Linked DNA regions of Zea mays: region 1 is linked to region 2. The links are chromatin contacts, called in public Hi-C maps. All regions are on one chromosome and are shown on one strand. Each heading gives the region's core, a stretch centred on a gene start, on an enhancer-like site or on the middle of the called end of the contact. The rest is flanking DNA. Distances are from core to core; before and after follow the strand shown.

Region 1 (2,942 bases), core at 275-2,774, 74 kb after region 2:
TACATTAAATGACAGCTCCCTAGGATTTTTTGCTGATATGACATCAAATTAATAAGAAGATATAGACAGGCTGTATCTTCGCGTGGCGATGTACTTAATGGGCACTAAAACCAATTCAAATCATCCACAACGTAACTGTGCTATCCATGTCATGTGGCCCACACGGCCTGAAGCCATAATAAGGCTATTCACAATGGAGATTTCACGTCACTGTTTCCAAAAATACCACATCAGATTTATGGATGAATGAAATACCCTCTCTCAATAGAGAGTTTCATCTCACTATTTCATATGTCAACATACTTCTTAAATGTTGCATATAAATAACCAATAGGATTTACTTAATTATATGAAGATGAAACAAAACACTCTCAGTGGAGGTTTCACACAGTTTCCAAGATCTTGGAAACGAGTTAACATAGTTTCATCCTCATGAAACTCCATGAAACTCTTTCTTCTTAAATGATGTGACATGTCATCAAAATAGCTGATGTGGCAGGCTAATTAATACATGAAACACCCCATGAAACCTCCATTGTGAATAGTCTAATCAAACACATTTATGATTTATTCCTTCACTCTTAAAAAAACTTGACCATCGACATTAGCTCAACGCGAAACTCATTTCATTCATAAAATGTTTACTGTCTCTATGTTTATCTAAACTATGGTATATCATTTTTTTTAATGAAACTTCCATTCAAACTGTCCTAATTTTACTAATTACGTGAGAGCACAGGTGATTACCCAACTAGCGACTCCCTTTCAATTAGTCCGAGCATGGATGCAAGCACGTGTAGACCACTGTAACTTAAAGTCCTTGTCACTGCGAATTTGGATGCCGCTTTATTGTTAACTAAACGAATATACATGTGTGTTAGAAGAACTGAGACACACATCATTTATCCCGGCAGAGGAGCGCCGAGCGCGCGACACATGGTCGTCTCGCGCTGGACGGGTCCCCCTCCACCATCCCTAGGGGTAGGCTCGAGTGCCCACAATTAGGTTCGTTTGGTTCAGCTTTCTGATCAATCAGCATTACTTAAAAAATATATGAAATCTCGACAAGTTGTTGTTTGGTTCACACATTTATAACATTAACAATAACTGATAACATTAAATCATGTTTGTCTATTAAAACTTGCTACCGCTGGCAATCGAGTGTCAATCATTGCTGTTGCTACTTATGTTACATTTCATAAACCAAACGGCACCCAAATAATAGATACAACAGCACAATAGATTCCTGAAAATATACACATTCCTCTAGTTAAATTCAGAATCACACCCTATGACCCTACCCTGAATTTTTTTTTTTCATGTCTGTATAAAAGTCGTTTACAGTTGAATGCTGGCAAGCAACAGAGCGACATATTGTCGTAGTAGGTAGCATTTGTAGCAAAGAAGCAGCACAGCGGATTTGGATTTCGGAAGGCGGCATTGCACGCATGGGACGGCCGGAACGGGCTCTAGTGGATAAAGCTAGCCAGATCTGGCGCCGGTAATTTGACATGACTAGTAAGCTATACATTCGTCACACCTGACCTTGCTAGTAGCTAGAGATAGCCAGTCGGGCAGGGCTAGATTAGGCCCATGATTGGCACGCAATATTAGATCTCTAGTATCTCTCGATCGGCAGTCGCGCTGCTGCCTGCCCTCGCACTGGCAGTCGCCGTGCGTCGTGTTCCAATTCCGATCACATCCTTGGACCGTGCTAGCGTGCAGTGGCTCACCATCGGCATGCATCGCAGTCGCAGCTCGGGCTCGGCACCAATAATAATGTCTCGATCCGGGACGTAGCCTGCCGTTGCGGACCAGGAACAAACACCCGGCCGGGCTTAAGGCACCAATCATCAGCTAGTAAAAGGGGACGGACACCTGTCAAAAATGTCAAACCCCCCTTTTTTATATCTCTGAACACCTGCCGCTGCTCCATCCATTCTAGTGCGCCGGGGCGACCGGAGGAGAGAGAGAGAGAGGTGGTGCTGCACGCACGTCCAGCACGAATGGAAGGGAGAGAAAAAAAAAGGCATCGCATCTTTCAGTGGATTCCACCTCCTTCCTCGCCGGACGCCGGCCCTCCCGTCAGATTCCTTTACACATAATTTGCGCCTCGGCCGCCACTCCCACCACACGCCTTTTCCCCCCTCTTCCATGGCCCACGGATCGATCTATACGACCTAAAAGCTACATGTAGTGACTACTACACATTAGTAGCAGCGCAGCAGCAGTGTGGCGCCGGCGCCCCTGGAAACGCTCGATCATGCATCTCCCACAAGTCACCGCTCTCTCTTTTGCTGCCTGTCTCTGAATCTATATGTATATATCTGCTTGTGCTGTTGCTCCTCTGACCTTCCATTCTCCCGCGGAGATTGTTGCTCACTGACATGCATGCACACCCCTACAAGTATCTTGATTCTTGAATGGACGGACCGCGTGCCTCTGGAAACGTGAACAACTCTGACCGGATTAACCAACCAACTCAGCTGGTTACTAGCTAATAGTACAGGATTATGATATATATATGCCTGCGTGCGTACCACATTGAGGCGCGTAAATAAAATGGACGACTACTAGTTTTATGATGCTCGCGAGTTGCGACGATACGTTCTATAGCAGCTAGATCTCTCCTCCTGCTGGTGGACGGGTAGCGGATTGGCTAGACGATAGATCTCTCCTCTCCGATCCACCTGGGAGCCATGTGCGTGGGCCGTGGGGGGTCGGCTGCCTCCGCTCGCATCGCGCGCGTCGCCGGTGTGTCCCTCGGTTCAAGGGCAGGCAGGCAGGCAGCTTTCTCGTCCGTCTCCAAGGCAAGGCCTTTGGTGCTAGAGCAGCCTGGATCCATCTGTATAAACTAGCGATTCCTCCCTGCACCCTAGATATAATGGTTGCACCACCGCCTATTCTTCACCACCCTTTGTTTATTCGCCGCTTGAGTTGTG
Region 2 (2,800 bases), core at 79-2,578:
TATAGAGTATAGACTACACATTTATATTTTCAAACTAAAACAAACTCTAGAAGTGTACCACCTGATTGTACAAAGATTTATGCCATGCAATTGAAAACAGATGAACACAAAACTGATGCTATAGCCAGTGTTCTTAAGGCGCCTAGGCGAGCAAGTGCACCAGACAACCGCCTTAGCGCCTAGGCGACCCCTAGGCGGGTAAGGCGAGCAAGGCGGCCAGTTTTTCCCGAGCGCCTGGACGCCTGGGCGTCACCTAGCGCGACAAGGCGACGCCTTAAGAACACTGGCTATAGAAAATTAGCAATGCAATTGTATGATCAAATATCTCCAACAGCAGAGCTTCATGGTGGCCGAGATAGATCGTTGCCTTTTCATTCAGACTTGAAAAACAGTGACGTATTCACATTCCAGCTCACAGATACTAGCTAAAAGGGTAGCTGTATCACTCTACGTGCAAAGGAAATACACAGTACATCAAATTTGCCTATTCCTAATTCTTGGTCAAGTTTCACCATCAAATATCTTGGGAACTCGGAACTGAAATTGCATCCAGACTCTGTTAAATGCATCTTAAAACGCTACATGTACTGCTATAAAATCTACGTCAATTCTCTAACAATGCAAGACCTGCAACTACATTGGTAGCAATCTAATCGACCTCCATTCCTCTACCGAGAGATTTTGATATTTGCCATCAGCAAGAAACAGGTTTGTAAAATTGCCATCAGGCCCACATTTCATAGACCCAGCTGGACCCACAATTCATAGACACAGTGGTAATTATAACAGGAAGACAACATTGTGAGTGGCAAAAATACAATTATCTCTTCCTCTACCATTACCAAAATAAACAGGAGAGGATAAAAAAACATTAGTCTCCAGTTTCCACAAAAAAATGAGTATTTAAATCTACTTACCTGGAGGCGGCTGTTTGCTCCCCTCTTTCCCACGGCGATCGAGTACACCGAGGGCCTCCGTCCCTTCCTCTGGCTCGGCAACCCTGTGCCTCAAAAAATCTGGTGGTCCCGAGACATCAGCGAAGGCCTCCAGCGCGGAGGGCAGCAAGGAGCCCCCGTCGCTGCCGCCGGCATCTCCCCCCTTAGGGTTTGGTCGGCGGCGGAGCTTGGGGGGCGGCTTTGGAGGAGCGGACTCCTCGTCTTCGTCCGATCCGGCTTCCTCGGCTGACGAATCACCAGACTCGCTCAGCTCGGTGCCAGCGCCGGCGCCGGCGGCGGGATCGTCGTCGTCCTCAGCGGAGGAGTAGCCCTGGAGAAGCGTTAAGCTCATTGTCTGGTTATTTTTTGGTTCTTTCCGTTCGGCTCAACTGCCTGCAAATCTAGTATAGCAATTTCATGCCGTATAATAGAGGGGTGTTTACGGGCTTAACTTTCAGCATTATCGGGCCCATACGTGGGCTGTATGGGCTTACTATTCGGATGGGTGAAAATATATGGGCTTACTATTGCAAAACATCTAGAATCTCCAGAGTCCAGACTGAAAGAAAAGGAAAAGAAAGTCTATTCTACGTCCCAAGTATCACTATGCTTGTTTTTATTTTTAAATTTTAAAATCAGACATCTCACGCTATAAATTATTTAAATAATTATTTACCCTGTTTTTTATAGTTTGGAGTGGTACTGAAGTTAGGTAAATATTTGATAAGGTTTTTAAACCCAAAAATGTCTATATATTTTTAACATTTTCCGATGAAAATCTAAATCTAGAAAAATAGAATTTTTAAAAAGGTAAGCTATGTTTTATGGTCTAAAAACATCATCAAGTATTTTCTGTTTTTTAAATAAAAAGACAAACTTACCTTTAAAACCATTTCAAACCAAGGTAAGAAGATAGTTTAAATGTGGTTATGAGAATTTAGAGGGTATAGAAACTCCAACAACATCCTCTCTCTCTCTCTCTCTCTATCTCTCATATATATATATATATATATATATATATATATATATATAGCTCTAGATTTTTGTATATATTTATTTATCATACACTCAAATATAAATAAATAGAGGAGAGGATATATAGTTTCTATATAGAGGATGAAGGAGTGTTCTCCGTATTTGGAGGACATTTTAGAGTACACTGCTGGTGTGTATAGAGGAGAAAAATCTTCTCTAAATACAAGGTAGGAAATTATTTAGAGGAGTTGTTGAAGACAACCTAAGATGTTTGATTTTGGATCAAGTTCATTGAAAGAGAAACATCAAACTACTACGATTGTTCATGCATGTAGGATCAAACGACTTGTTGCTGCAAAAGCAACCACACCTAAACAAGGAGGAATGTCAATAAACTATCTAGCTAAAGCAAAGAAAATCCTCAAAGAGATGCTTCTCCGAAGTCCAACCAGAAGAGTTGGAAAGAAAAAAAACAAATGCATTTCCAAACGACCGACCACGTTCTTAGGTCTACTGGTGGGTAGCGCACACGTGCGCCATTTCCCATGTGCCCGATCTTCCTTTTTGCCAACCTGACACACTTCATCATCAATGAGTCGTCGATCATGGCTGGTTAGCAGAATCCAGTAGCTAAACTTTCCCCACATTTTCCATGCACACAGTTCCCAACCGTATAGCGATCGAGCTCCAAACGACGACCCGGCCGTCACCTACGATTAGGTGTTTTTGTAGGCATTTCCTAGGCAGCGCCAGGTCGGGCAGTAGTTGTAGTTGACCCCGCCCGCCGTCGCGAGTGCGCTACCGATCGGCGCCCAAGGGTTGGTGTCGAGCACAGTCAGCACCTCGCGATGCTCCGGCGGCGATCTCATTGCTCACCGGGATCTCATTCT

The links. Hi-C and Micro-C count contacts between places; a contact is called where the count stands out from the background.
Region 1: a contact with region 2 is called in a Hi-C map of tassel, with 4 times the contacts expected there. The contact joins the enhancer-like site here to the promoter of LOC100280116 in region 2. A contact is called at or near these places in 3 of 25 Hi-C or Micro-C datasets (ear, leaf and tassel).

Annotation. Positions count from the first base shown.
Region 1 is chr4:185,797,842-185,800,783 of Zm-B73-REFERENCE-NAM-5.0, forward strand. No RefSeq gene overlaps it. Among protein-coding and RNA genes, the nearest start is that of LOC100381600, 32 kb to the right of the region's middle. Within about 2 kb of position 1,525, at least 12 of the 20 cell types and tissues checked have an H3K27ac peak or open chromatin away from gene starts, as enhancers often do. A contact at or near this core is called in ear and tassel, where this site is marked.
Region 2 is chr4:185,724,170-185,726,969 of Zm-B73-REFERENCE-NAM-5.0, forward strand. LOC100280116 reads right to left here and starts at 1,329. Exons shown (of 3, transcript NM_001153052.1): 1 at 918-1,329. The coding sequence starts at 1,287.